Linked DNA regions of Mus musculus: region 2 is linked to region 1. Evidence: chromatin contacts called from public HiChIP or PLAC-seq data. All regions are on one chromosome and are shown on one strand. Each heading gives the region's core, a stretch centred on a gene start, on an enhancer-like site or on the middle of the called end of the contact. The rest is flanking DNA. Distances are from core to core; before and after follow the strand shown.

Evidence for each region. HiChIP or PLAC-seq counts read pairs in DNA pulled down with a chosen protein or histone mark.
Region 2: a contact with region 1 is called in an H3K4me3 HiChIP or PLAC-seq map of embryonic basal ganglia, with 5 times the contacts expected there. The contact joins two enhancer-like sites. A contact is called at or near these places in 3 of 15 datasets of contacts at CTCF or cohesin (the NIH/3T3 cell line and large pre-B cells), 2 of 484 Hi-C or Micro-C datasets (bone marrow-derived macrophages and pre-megakaryocyte-erythroid progenitors), 5 of 115 datasets of contacts at active chromatin or transcription factors (differentiating embryonic stem cells, embryonic basal ganglia, embryonic hindbrain and 2 more) and 1 of 9 other capture datasets (embryonic stem cells).

What each region holds. Positions count from the first base shown.
Region 1 is chr6:89,008,724-89,016,040 of GRCm38.p6, reverse strand. No RefSeq gene overlaps it. Among named protein-coding and RNA genes, the nearest start is that of Gm36639, 11 kb to the left of the region's middle. Within about 2 kb of position 2,845, at least 17 of the 459 cell types and tissues checked have an H3K27ac peak or open chromatin away from gene starts, as enhancers often do. A contact at or near this core is called in embryonic basal ganglia, where this site is marked.
Region 2 is chr6:89,609,142-89,616,458 of GRCm38.p6, reverse strand. No RefSeq gene overlaps it. Among named protein-coding and RNA genes, the nearest start is that of Chchd6, 17 kb to the right of the region's middle. RefSeq lists an enhancer at 604-3,420. Within about 2 kb of position 2,673, at least 57 of the 459 cell types and tissues checked have an H3K27ac peak or open chromatin away from gene starts, as enhancers often do. A contact at or near this core is called in embryonic basal ganglia, where this site is marked.

The DNA of each region.
Region 1 (7,317 bases), core at 1,596-4,095:
CAGAACAGAGCTCAAAATAGACCTGAGCGTTTATGGGCCATCGATCCTTTACCAAGGTGCAAAGGAAATTCAATGGAGAAAGGAGTCTTCCAGAAAATGGGGCTAGAACAATGAGCTTGGGGAGGAGGGAGAGGGAGGGGAGGAGGGAGGGGAGGAGGGAGGCAAGGAAGGAGGGGATAGGAAGGGGAAGAAATTCAAGCTGTGTTTTTGGTTGGTTGGTTGGTTGTGTTTTGTCAGTTTGGTTTTGTTGTTTTGTTTTGTCTTACATTATAGCCGCCCAGGCTAACCTCAAACTAACTTATAGCAATCCTCCTGCCTCCATCTCACAAATGCTATTATGACAGGCATGACCCACCATGCCTGGCTACAAGCTGTATTTTGAGTCACTTGAGAAAACTAACACAAAGTCTAAATCACTCACAGAGTACATCCTAAAGAGTTAAAACTCCCAAAAAAAATGTAAGAAAACATCCCAGACTCTAGGTCTAGAATATCTAAAGAACTCTCAAAGCCTGAGTATAAGAAAGCAAGATCTGGGCTGGAGAGATGGCTCAGCGGTTAAGAGCACTGCCTGCCCTTCCAGAGGTCCTGAGTTTAATTCCCAGCACTCACATGGTGGCTCATAGCCATCTGTAATGGATCTGACACTCTCTTCTCTCATGTAAATTGAGCACTCATATACATAAGTAAATTTAAAAATTTTTTTAAATGTTTTTTTAAAAAGAAAGAAAACAAAACCGAATTTACAAGGGAGAAAAAAAAATGGGTGAAAACAAGCCAGGTTTGGTGGTGTACTGTAATCCCAGCAATCCGGAGCTAGAAGCAGGGAGATCAGGAGTTCAAGGACAACCTCGGCTACGTAAGAACTTGCTTTAAAAAAGAAAAAGAAAAGGGAAGAAAATAACAAGCAAACAGAAATTAACTGATATAGGCACAAGATTGAAAGAGACACTTCATCAAAAACAGGTATAAAAATAAAAGAAGACACCGCAGATAAGACACACCTGAGACAGGACATCCAGGTAATAACAGCTGACCGTCAAAACCAGCTGTGGAGCCCCAGAGGAGCAACTAAGCTACTCCATGCCGCCAGGAGGCACGGGAGGCCTGGGAGTCGAGGGAGCACTATCTTGGCTGTGCTCATCGAGTTGGGCATACATGGTGGCCAGGCACCTCTGCTCTAGCTATTGTAGTACCCAGCGGAGCGAGGGGGGACTGTGATGACTGAGGGAGTCTAGGGTGACGTTGCTGTCCAGTGTCCTGGTGACAGGAGGCTGGATGGCCCTGTCAAAACTCACTGATCCTCCAGGTGGTGACAGGAAAACTAAGATGAGGACAGACCCCAACCGCACCCCAGTGGCACTGTACCTCACATCTGGACCGGGGTCTGGTGTGTTTGCCAAAGCATTCTTGATGAGAGTAGTTGGGATGCCTGGCTTGGTTTAGACCATCAGAACTTGCTGGAGTAGGAGGTGAGAAGGGAAGATTCTTGTGTGCATGCATGCACACACACACACACATCTTATTTGGAGGACGGGTGGCAGAGGCCCACTCAAGCCAGGTTGTTGGGTCTGGTGTGAAAGAGCACCCAGATTGGTCACCTGAGGTACTCAGGCGCAAGTGCCTTGTAGGAAGGCAGCAGTGATGTCAGGGTCAGACCTGGGAGCACAGGGCTTGGGGAACCTTCTCTCAGGAGGTGATGTGAATCAAGGACCCCAGTGTCTGACATGTCCAACTCCACAAACAGCAGATAGAATGTGAAGAGCAGGAAGAAGATTCCACAGCTTGCCACCGTCCTGGGGCAGAATGGGGGTAGAGCCCCAGTGCTGCTGAGTGCCTCTTGCTGCAGGGGCTAGGCTGGCCACAGGAGGCTCTACATCCAGGACAACAGGATTCCCGCCACCAGAAGAGGACCCAAGCTGCATGGAGAATGGAGAGGAGGCAAGAGAGGGGATGAAGTGGGAAAGACGGATGCAGAGCTGAGAAGGCTGAAGCTTTGGATGGGAAGAGAAGCCTCAGGTTCCCTGCCTGGGCTTATCCCGGAATGGAGTTCCCTGGAAGATCCACGTCTCACTTAAATCAGGAACAGAGGAGGAAGCGCACAGTCCTGAGGCTTGAACCCCCAGGATACGAAAACCCTCCCTTCCCAGGACCCTGCTATAAGGCTGCAGCTTCTGGGGCATCGTAGGGACAACTCAGCCCCTGGAGGATGTGTTTCATCTTACGGGTGCATGTATGGACTCAGAGAGGTGACAGCATTTCCTCGGAGTCATCCAGTGAATGAGTGACAGAGACTGAGCCCAGGTCTATAGTCTGACAGAGCTGGGTGGCTGACAAATGGGGACGGTTTGAGGTTTGTTGGTTAGCTTTAGATATTTTCCCCCCTTATTATCATTTTAATTTCCACTCTGCAAAGGCTCTATAGACACAAATCCCTGGTACCCTTCAACAGACAGCCTCCCTCCCACCCCCATCCTCCACCGAGCTGTCCAAGCTGCTTTGGCCCAGGGTCCCCCCAGGAGTCCACAGGCACATCTCTGCAACCGGGCGCAGTATTTCCAAGTGGCAGAATTAATAGGGCAATTCCCCCGTGCAGAACTGAGCTGGCTTCTATACTAAATTAGCATAGATAAATATTTTTGAGAGAGGAGGGAAAATAATGCATTTTGCAATAAGGCTGGAGGGCAGCCCCTCTTGGGCCCCATCCCCTGAACTTGGACGGAATGAATTTGCACCTGGTGTAATTGAAGGCGCCATGGTCCCTCGTGCCTGGGAGCAGGACCTAGCCAAGCGGATAAATTCCCTCCACTTGTGCAGAGCTAACCGTTGTCAAGAGGCTGAGCCCAGGGGAAGGTGGGGGAGGGGCAGGCAGGGCTGGAGAAGCAGGTGGATGAATGAAGACAAAGACTGCAGGGCAAACACATCAGCACATATGCAGGAAACACATATGTGCATGCACACAAGCTCGAGCTCGTTCATCCACACGTACATGTGTACATGAGCACACCACACACACACACACACACAAAACCACTCAAACAGCCACACTTGACATAAATCAGGCTCACCCTACATAATGCCTGAGGAGCCTTGTATGACCCATTATCTGCCCCTGTCAGCTGCCGTGGGGTGGGGGGGGTGGGGGGTGTGATGCTTACTCTCTGTCCCTAGCTCCATGGAAACGATGAAGCTGGAAATCCATCAGCTAATTGTCCTTGGGCCCAAACTCACAATATGGGCCTCTCCTGTGGTCCTTTCCACCTCTGCTATCTATTTTTTCAGCCATTTTCTCAACCTGGCTCAGCCCTGTCCTATGAGTTTGTCATTAAGTTCCCTACCGGCCTCCCTGCCTGCAGTGACTCCCTGGAGTGCCCCTCAGTCAGCAAAGCACTTGCCACGCAAACATGGGGACCTGAGTTCTGATTTCCAGCACCCAGGTAATAAGTTGGGTGTGGTGATGCATGCCAGTCATCCCAGCACCGGGGACAGAAAGACCAGCCACCTGAGCCAAATCAGTGAGGCCCACGGGAGACAGGGTTAAAACACAAGATGGGAGAGTATAGAGAGTGTAGAAGAAAATAGCCAGTGTGTGTTTGTGTGTATGTGTGTGTGCACGTGCGCACGTGTGTACATAAATGCTCTTCTAGAGGACTTGGGTTCAATTCCCAGCACCCACATGGTGGCTCACAACCATCTGTGGCCCCAGCTCCAGGACATCTTCCACCCTCTTCTGGCCTCCAAGGGTACCAGGCACATATATGGTGCACAGACACGTGCAAGCAAAGCAGGCACACACATAAATAAAGTGAACAATAAGCACCACAGGAGTTGGGAGCTGGCTGTAAACTACACTGCCCTCCACTTCTAAGCCCCTGTCTATCCTTGAGCTCCAGGACCTCTGAGGTTCTGCTTACCACCGAACACCAGGGTGTGGCTTGGAACCTGCTGACGGGCTGGGTCACTTCGGACTAGTTGGCATATTTCAATTACCACCCTTGGAGGGAAAACTTAGCCTGGGAACACTCTCAGCACCACACTAGATAACAGCCAGTTCTTGCAGAGGCCATGTCACCCCTCACTCTCCCTTTCTAGCCATAACCCCATACCAGCCCTGCTGGGAGGCAGATAAATGGCAATTGATCCAAACCAGGGAGAATGGGGCAGGGCCACAGACTAAGCTGCTGGAGACCTGAGAGGAGCAGCCACCCAGGAGGCTGGTACTACCCAAGGTCCCAGAAAAGAGCAGTGCGGCAGTGTGGTGGTGTGGCTATGGCTGGACCTGACACCAGTACCTCCAGGTTTGTGATGATTCAGCAGGGACCCTCCTGAAACAGGTGCCTACCAGCTACACTAGCCCCTCCATGCTTGCCCCAGAGCCCAGGTTTGTCCAGGCCACAGGCTTTGCCTGGGAAATGCCCTTCCTCCAAGGCTGAGCTCTCTGTGACCATCAGTCTCCACAGGTAGAAGTTGATCAGAATTCCTTATGATCCCTTCCAATGCTCATTGCAAGCCCATTCCCTTCCAGGACACACCATTGGATAACATAGTCTTGAGGTCAGGGAAGGGAGTGACTGAGAGCCAGTGTGCATGCTCTGGGATTCTGTCAGACTTCTCTTCTCTCAGGGCAGGAATCTATGAGGATAGCAGGGACCTCTACTCTGTGAGTCACAGTCTACGCAGCAGGCCACTCACTCAGGGCCTCCGGAAAGCTGAGGTTCAGACGGGGCCTCTAGTGACTTGGGCTCCTGAGAGGCAGAGCTCAGTCTTCTGGCCCAAATCAACAAGTCATCCGCATCCCACCTCCTAGAGTCATGGGAGAGACAAGAAGCATGAATAGATGGCTCTCAAGGCCGAGCCCCTCTACCCTAGACAGCAGCAGCTGTGTGTGGACAAACCCCAGACCCTCTGCTGCTGCCGAGTCTCCAGTCAGGAAACCTGCTTCTCAGCCAGGGCTCTGCTGAGTGACACGCTCAGACAGCATCAAGAACAGAGCACGATGCTCATGCTATGCACAGCCTCAGTGACTGCCTCTGCCACCCTGGAGTTGATATTTCCTCCCCTCCCACCCTGCTTCTCCCAGCGATCCTTCTGGGTACCAGAGTGTGGCTAGAAGATCAGCTTGCAGAAGGGATGCTACCACTGCACTGCGTACCCTGCCCCCACTTACTGTTTCCTCTGGGTGCTCATTGGCATTCAGGAGTCCTTGTTGAAACCCACATGCATGGATGTGCAGAAAGGCTGCACCAGCTCTGGGTTCTTATCTTCTGTAAGCCTCTACTTTGCCTCTGTGCAATGGGCACCAAGGGTGGCCAGGAAACTCGGGTGTGTGCATAGTGCCATGGCACACAGCAGGAGTGATGGAGGGCCAGAAAGGGTTGTGTACCTGCCTTCCCAGAGGAGTGCAGGTTGCTTAGAAGAGGTGAGAAGGTATAGGTCCCTTTCTGATTCTTGAAAGGATCATGGCGTAAGGTAAACAGACTTGATTTCAGGAGCCGCAAAGGGAAAAAAAACAAAACAAAACACCTGAGCAGGAACAGCCTGTGTGCCAGCAAAACAGAGAATCCATTGTCCATGTGCATGTTTCGGTAAAATGGGGCTCAGAGGAGGCGAAGGAAGGACTTGGAGCTCAGTGAGCAGGCACACTCCACCAGGGCCAGCTGTGGCCTGTGGAGCCTCCAGGCTGGGTTTTCTAGGCAGCATGGAGCTGGATCCTCCAGGGGGTGAGGGAGGTTGGGTAGCACCCAGGTTACAAAGTGCAAACATCCTTGGTGGGAGAGGTCAGGAAGAGAGAGCAAGCACCCCACCAGAGTTCTCCCTGCTGCTGAGCCAGGAGGCTGCTAGATCTGCCTAACCCTGCAGCACAAAGTTAATTTTGGGTCTCCACAGTAAACAGGCTTCCTAAAGCCATGGTTAAAGGGCTCTGGCCGTGCAGAGCTAACTGGCATCAGGACCCTCCAGCTCACATCTGGTTCCATTGTGATTCCCATATCCAGGAAAGATGTAGGAAGAAGCACTCAGGAGCTGCTGAAGAAACTGGCCCCCTGATGCCAGAAACCTTGTTGGCAGCTTCCTCCTCCTCTCCTTTTCCCTCTCCCTCTTGCGGCTGTCTAATAAGGTCAGCTCAAGGCTTGGTGAAGGTAGATGGCAGGCAGTATTTTTCAGTCCTGATGGATTCTGGTGCTCCTGAGCCAAGTGTAAAGCTGGTTCCTCACAGGGTCCAGCCTCCAGGCCAGATGATAACCCGAGACCAGAGGCAACAGCCAAGTCTATCTGAAAGCATCTCTCCCAGGTCCCCGATGCAGCAACTGAAATTAAGACTGACACCAGGGCTGGGACCTCAAACATGGCAGGACCCTTCTCTGGAAGAGTTCAAAGTAGAAGTCCCACGCACACAACTAAAGACAACTCCAATCTGGTATGCATACGGTCTACAGTGAAGGCGAGGGAGGACTTCCTCGAGGCAACAGAGCCCCCACTGCCTCCCGAGGGAGGCCTAGTCGCCATCCAGAGCGTGAGAAACCGGGGACAATGACTCCCTCTCCTGCAAAAGAAACCCTCCTGGTCAGAGAGAACAGTAGGATGTATCAGGGAACTTTCGCCACCTAAGGAACTAGCCCGAGTCTCAGCAACTTTTGTTTGTTTGTTTGTTTGTTCTTTTGAGACAGGGCTTCTCTGGGTAACAGCCCTGGCTGCCTGAAACTAGCTTTGTAAACCAAGCTAGCCTCAAACTCACAGAGGTTGCCTGCCTCTGCCTCCCAAGTGCTGGGATGAAGGCATGAGCCACCTTGCCTGGCTTTAGCAACTTAAATCAGCACAATTCCTTGTTTTCCCTTGTTCTGTGAGTTGTCAGGTCATTCTTCTAGCTTCCTGTAGTTCGGCTGGTTCCTCTGCTGAGCCGAGGGTTCACACCCACACTATTCGCCCTGACTTCAGGCTAAAATCCCAGGTCAGGCTCCGGGGCTGCACTCTGGTGGGTGGGGACAGCTGGGCGGGGCTTCTCCAGCTTCCGGGCAGGCTGGAGCGGCAGCTGCGGTGCAGTCTCAGTCCCAGTCTCTGCAGCTGTATTGCCTCTGTCAACGGGCCGACGGGAGGATGGGAAGCCCAGGAAGAAAAATAACACACAATTTAATCTCCCCAAATCAACCCATCCTACAAAGGGAAAAATAAAACAGAGTCTCCGCCAAGGCTGACCTTCTGTTTACATTTTCCTTGGCAACTGAGAAATAATTGCGGTTCTGCAGGGCCCTCCCCTCCCCCACCCTGCCTCATCCTATTCAAGCGCGACCAGGGATGACACTGGAATCTTGAACCGCACTA
Region 2 (7,317 bases), core at 1,424-3,923, 600 kb before region 1:
TGCTTCTCAGCAGCTATGATGTGCCTCCTGCTTGAGCAGAGGCATGGGTTTGCTAGCTGCAGATGGTTTCTGCAATTGTGTTACATTTGGAATTCAGGGAGCTTTTCAGAGGGTATATAAATGCTGGGGCCCTATAGGTGGGGGTCACTGGTTGTTGGTTCAATGGGATTGGTTGCAATTTGTTAGTAGTTGTGCTAAAAGAAGAAACAAGAAGAAATAAATTAGATTCAAGGATCTCTCCCCACCCCCTTCCTCTAGCCTTTTTCTCCAATCTAATGATAGGGGCTAAAATGAGGGGGTGGGGGTGTTAAAAGGTGGAAAAAAAGAAGAACCTACAAAGTAGCTAAAACCAGCTACATTCTCCCCAAGAAACTGCTTCCTGTAATGACAAAGTCCCCTCACTGCCCGAGAGCAATGATCCCCATAAATCTTGGGCCACATGTCCAGATGTACAAGCTGAATGCCTGCACTTTCCAGGCCAGCTGTCCCAGATGTGTTTAACAATGCAGACACAGGAAAGAGTTACATTGCTGACATTTACCGTGGTGATGGCTGCAAGGGTACAAGAGAACTTCCACCACATCTGAGCATGCCCCTCTTTCCTCACCCGCTTTCTACCACACATGGGACACGAAGCCTCTGTGTGGGTGGGATGCTCCGTGGAGGACTGGAGGCTGACAGGAGACCAAGACCAAAGATCACCTTGAGTTCAAATCCATCCAGGAGACACCAACTTCCAGCCCTTCCTGCAGGCGTACAGAGCCTCTCCTGGCTCCTGACCCTGCACACATGTGACTTTTAACTTCGGGAGTCCATCATGAACTTTCGAGGGCAGGCAGACAGATGCAAATGAGCGCAATTATGCCAATTCCACGGTGGCCTGTCGAGGGCTTGGGGACACAGAAGGCCAGTCTTCTCATTTGCATTGGAAATACAGGGTTTGTGCTTAGGTTTGCTTAGCAGGGGTGAGAGACGGGGAGTATGGAAGGCCTCCAAATGCCCCTGGGACAGCCCTTTTGGATGTGTGATTCCAATAGTGGTCTTGAATGCAGAGAAGGGAACCTACTCTCCCTTCCTCTCTCTCTGGTCACCCCAGGTCTCTGAGGAAGACACCATGCAGCTCTTCAGAACACATAGGGTACCCAGAGGTCCTACCCTCCCTTTTCAGGCTGAGGAACTGCAAGAAAAGCAGGAAAACCATTTGGCCTGGGAGGCAAGTGGAGTTACCACCGAGCTCTCACAGGGACTGTGCCAATTTGTAGCTCTCCTTGCCGGGTAGCGCTGTTTCCTTACAAGTTTGCAAGCACATTTAATGAATTCATAAAACTCCAACTGCACAGATCTCATGGTGGGGAGGCAGGATGCAATTCTGTAACTGTACATTTGCTTAACTGCTTGGGGTCACAGAAACCCTGTGAGGGGCTGGGGGTGGTGAGGGACGCTCTCCCCTTGCCTGTTGCAGCCTGGGATGAGGGAGGGAAGTACACTTCTTTAGGGAGGAACCCTAATGTCCACATTCCTTCTGGATCCTTGGAATGTCACCATCAGGTAAGGCATTAACTAGTTACCCTGAAGCAAGTCCAACAGTCACTGATTCAATAATTTAATGAATGTCAATGAGCCCTGGGTGCTGTCCTAGGTGCTAGGTCTAGAGCCAGTAGCTCAGCTGGCTGCCCTTTGGGTCCTGTGAGCTCTGGCAAAGCTCATGGCTGCTCTTGAGTCTAGAGCCTGTATTTTGGTCTGGCTATGGCCACCGAAGACTGGACCTGTTTCAGGTGAGCTAGATATATACGCAGTTCCCTTCAGATACGGCCTGGGAGCAGAGCAAGACCTCAGCAGACAGAGACCTGGAAGCCCAGCCTTGCCCTTCAGATAACAGAATTAACTCTCTCTCTCTCTCTCTCTCTCTCTCTCTCTCTCTCTCTCTCTCCTCTCTCTCTCCCTTCTCACCCATCACCCCCACCCCCACCCCCACCCCCAACCCCATGTGTGTAGGGAGGAAGGACAGAGAGGAAGCAGTCCAGACTGAACAAGCCAGGCTCACAGCAATCCCAGAGAGCTCTGAGCCCATTTGCTTTATCAAGCTAACTTCTCTTTTTCCCTGAAATTCTCGGCCATCTATGTTCCTGTCCTCTCCCACACCCAGGCATCCCTGTCTGGGAGTGCTCTGAAAGGTGATTCCTGTGGCAGAGTCAGGGGAAGCTGGCCCTCCAGAGCTCAGCTAAGCAGCCATCCACTTGGTTAAACAGTCAAACCCAGGGCCAAAGCTGAAGCTTAAAACTCTGAAAGGCAAAAAAGGAAATTGGGGCCAAGGAGGTTGCTCCTGACTTTCTGCTTGAGCCACTAACACCGCTTGGCTAATTTCTCCCATCTGGAGGCTTTGTCTTGCACTGAGAATTTCCTGGTTTTCTGGGAAAGCAGGTGGGGACCTCAGCACACGGCTTTGAAACAATGGACTGAGCAGCTTCATTGTCTGAGCTGACTTACTCCTTATCTGCAGTGACTAGCGCACAAGCCTGTGTGCACGCACACACACACACACACACACACACACACACACACACATACATACACGCACACACTTGGCGCAGACGCAGCATACTCCCGCTGCATACACAGCACACAGCTAACAATCCAGCCTTGGCAGGAACAGATGGCTGTGCAAATGGGGGCTTATCAGGGCTTGGAGAAAAGGGCTGTAAACAAAGGTGGAGTGGGCTGGTTTTTGTAAGGGATGAATGACGATAGTCTCAAGCAGCCATAGCCCTCTCAGGTCCTCTGGCACAGTCTGGTTTAGGGGTAAAATGTGTGACCAGGACTGGCCAGCGTGACTCCAGAAGATGGCTTTGGGAAAGATTTCCTTTGTGTGGCGAGAGAACGTTGTGTCCTGAAGCCTGGGTAGCATGCACTTTATGGGCTGAGGCATTAATCATCCTCAACAGTCAGAAAAGCATGAGCCCCACCCCCACCCCACTGTGTCTCATTCTGTGTCGCGGGTGGGAACTGATGCTCCAGTCGGTCCAACTGAGAGATGTGGCTGAAGAAGCTAGGGTTCAACTGCAGGAGGATGGATGTTTGCGCCATCTGGGCCCAGTCTCTCCAGTCCCTTCTCCCTAGTGGCACTGGACCTGGGGTCCACCCAGTCTTTCCATGGGTGCACTCTTCATTTGGCCTCCTTCTCCATGCAGGGACCCACTCCTCACCTGAAGTTTTCGGACTTCAATATAGGGAGTTTGTTTGTTAGTTTACTTAGTGAACAATGAAATAAAAGAACAAAGGCAGGCCATGGAAGCAAGTGTCTTTTAAAACCCTGGCCAGGTGACACATCCTCCTGAGGTGGAAGTTGCTGGAAATAGGGCCGCCCTCAGCAGGAACATACAAAGACACTTCTTCCACACAATCTGCTCCTGAAGTGCTGTGCCTTGGTTCTTGGTTCTTGGTTCTTGGTTCTTGGTTCTTGGTTCTTGGTTCTTGGTTCTTGGTTCTTGGTTCTTAGTTCTTGGTTCTTGGTTCTTCATGCTCCTCCATGTGCTCGATCTCCTGCCTGCTGCAGGCCTGTTTTCTCAGATGGACAGGAGACGCTGATGAGCCCTGTCACTGTCTGAGTCAATTTCCTCTTCCTTCTTCAGGACAGACAGCTCCTCTCAGCCACTGCAAGCAGGGGACTGTGTGGCCAGTCCCACCAGAGGAATGGCAGGGACATGTGTGGTCCCTCCAGTCTCCCAGCCTTGCTTTTCCTGCTGACTTGACAATGGAGTCTTGTTTCCCCACCAGCGGTGTAGTTAAAGCATGAGGGGGCCCTGTGAGCCAGGATTGCCTTCCTGTTTACCCACATTTTGAGTGAGAAATAAAACATAATTGTGAAATGTCATATTACCAAAGAGATCTTCATATTCAGCGCAACATTCATCAAAATGCCAATGACATTCTTCACAGGACTAGAAAAAAAGAATCCTAAAATTTCTATGAAAGCACAAAAAAGCCCAAGGAGACAAAGGGATATTACAGGGTTTGCTAGAGCAGTGGTTCTCAACCTTCCTAATGCTGGGGCTCTTTCATACAGCTCTTTGTGTGGTGACTCCCCCAACCATAAGATTATTTTGTTACTATTTTATAACTGCAACTTTGCTACTGTTATGAATTGCAGTGTAAATTATCTGTGTTTTCCCGATGGTCTTAGGCAACCCCTGTGAAAGGGTCATTTGATCCCAATGGGGTATTGACCCACAGGTTGAGAGAAGCCTGTGCTAGAGGCATCTCTATATCTGCCCACAAACTACCACAGAGCCGTAATGACAGGAACAGCCCAGGCCCCAAAATAGACACAAAGACCCACAGAATAGAACAGAGGACCTAGAAATAAGCCCTGTAGCTACAGCCACCCAAGTTTTGACAAAAGTGTCAAAGCATACGTTGGAGAGAAGACAGCTTCTTAGACAAGTAGGGTTAAAAAAAAAACCTGGATATCCACATGTAGATGAATGGAGATAGATTGGTCTCTAACTCTGCACCAAAACCAATATCAAGTTGATCAAAGACCTCAATGAAATATCTGAAACTCTGAAACTGTCAGGCAGAACATGTCAAAATTCAGGTACGCAAATACGTTCTGAAAAGAATCCGACTAACTTAGAAAATAATGACAAAAATTGACACATCGAATTGCATGACATTAAAAAGCTTCTGCACAGCGAAGGTAATGATGAGCAGAGTGAAGAGAGAGCCACCGAGAGGGAGAGAATTATATACACCCGACAGGTGAGTAACATCCAGAGTCTATAAAGAACGCCAAAAATTAGACACCAAGTGTTAAATAGGCAAATGAATTGAACAAAGAGTTCTCAAGAAAAATACATAATGTCCAACTAATATATTTTTAAAAGTTTAATATCCTTAGCCACCAGGGAAATGCAAATTAAAATGCATTGATACAATCCTCCCTCCAGCCATAATGCCTAGCCTAAGAAAATGAACAAGGATAGGAGAACCCAGGGCAAGGGGAGACTTACACGATGCAGTTGGTATGGTGGCTCTTCAACCAACTAAAGAACGGCACTGGAGAGATGGTTCAGCAGTTAAGAGCATCTGCTGCTCTTTCAGAGGATCCAAGTTTGGTTCACAGCATCACCATGGCAGCTTACAACAGCCTGTAACTCCAGCTCCAGGAGATTTGACGACCTCTCCTTTTCTCAATGGGCACTGCACATAACTGCCACTCCACATATACACATAAATGAAAATAATAAAATATTTTAAAATGAAATAAAACAAACCTAAAGATGGAAACAGCATATAATCCAGTTATTCTTGGGTATATCTAAGGGATTCTAAGTTATCATACCACAGAGGTACCTGTGCATCCATGTTTATTGCACCGATCACAATAGTCAAGATAAGGAACCATCAACAGATGAGTGGATAAAGAAAATGTGGAATATATATGTATATTCCATGTATATGTGCATGTATACATATATGTAGTGGTCTTTTAATCAGCCATGAAAAAGAATGAAATCATCTCATTTTCAGGAAAATAGATTGAGGTTTGGTGTGTTAAACAAGCCAGACTCAGAGAGATGTTTTCTTTCTCAAATGTAGACTATACATGCACATATAAACTTATATAAGACATGTCAGAAGAACAAGGGCTACGTAGGGGAAAGGAAGAGTCTAGAGATGGGGGACAGGTTTGAGGAGAGCAAATGAAAATAATGTGTTTTGTCTCCTGTGTAAAATCTAGATTTGTCTGTCTGCCATGAAAGCAAGAAAGGGACTATCTGGCCAGTGATGACTTGAGAGAGTACCAAATATGAAGTAAACTACAATGGCATGTAGGTACCAAAGTGTCGCTGTGATGGCTGGTGGGATGGTTCAGAGAGGAAAGGACTTGCTGCCAAGCTTGATGACCAAAGTTCAACCCCCAGGACCCAGATGGTGGAAGGAGAGAGCGAACTCCCAAGTTGTCCTCTGCCCTATACATAATTGATAAATGGTGCCTTCTGCCCAATACATAAGTGTAAAACATTTTAAAAGAAAATGTCATGATAAAACTCATTCTGTATACTAACAGAAATATTAATAAAAAAACAAGAGAAGTAGCCAGGCATGGTGGCACACACAGGTAATATCAGAACTTGGGAGATGGAGACAGATGCATCAGGAGTTCAAGGTCATCTTTAGCTAGAGCGTGAGTTCCAGACTACCCTGAATCATGTGAGATCCTGTCTCAAAACATAACAAAACAAAACAAAACAGGAAAACCCAACCACCACCAACAACAAAGCAAGATCAAACATGGAAGGAAGAGATTGGATACAAAGTCCTACTCCCCGGCTGAGATAGCTGCCAGGTGAGGGAAAGTTAGTTCTCTTTAATGGTGTGCACACTGGCAGGTTGCTCATGCTCTAGTGGGTGGTCACACACCCAGGGCAGCAGAAATTGGATTTGGTGGGTTAAAAAAAGGAAGACACGAAGTTGCAGGGTGGTGGTGGGGGGCGCAGGGGGGGACTGGATCTGAGAGGAGGTGGGCAAGGGAGGAGAATACGATCAAACTAAATGCCTGAAATTCTCAAAGAATTAATAAATACATTAAAAACAAACCTCCAAACCCCAAGAGAAGGGAAATAAAATATAGTTACCATGGTAACTACTGGTAAATGTTGATACCACAGCTGCTCCAAACAGCACACAGACTGATGGACTAATATCTAAACTCTACAACTCCAAAATTCAATCACCCCGAAGATTCACCTACAAACTGTTCTACGGAGCCGCAGTGGCAGCTGCAGCACAGTGCAGGCCCAGACAGAGACACAGCCCAACAAAATAGGAACTTTCTTCACTCTCCATCCTCATTCCCAGGAAATGGTATTGTACAGTTTTGGGTGTAAAATTTCACACTCTGTGGTTTTGGATTGTTCTTCCTATATAGAAAAAGAAGCCAGTTATTTTGTGACCTGTGACAGTTTAGAAAAACTGTGCAATCCCTGGGGTTTTTCTATCTGTGAGACCCCATCACCTGTGAATTGAGAATAACTGCTTCTTCCTTCCAATCTGGATGGTTTGAGTTTCATTTTCTTGCCTTGCTGACCTTCCTAGGGTTGCTAGTGCCATACTGAGCAGAGGCAACAGGAGCAGCCACAGGGCTCCTGACTAAGGCAGGAAGCTGCCAGTCAGTTTCTAGAATGGACAAAGCTAGTCACTTCCACATCAGCTTTCTTCCTTTCTTCTTTCTTCTGATTCTGAAGAGTCCAATCCATGACAGGCTGCCTCACAGAGGCTACTCCAGGGCGCTGTCTACTCTGTTTGCCAAACTCC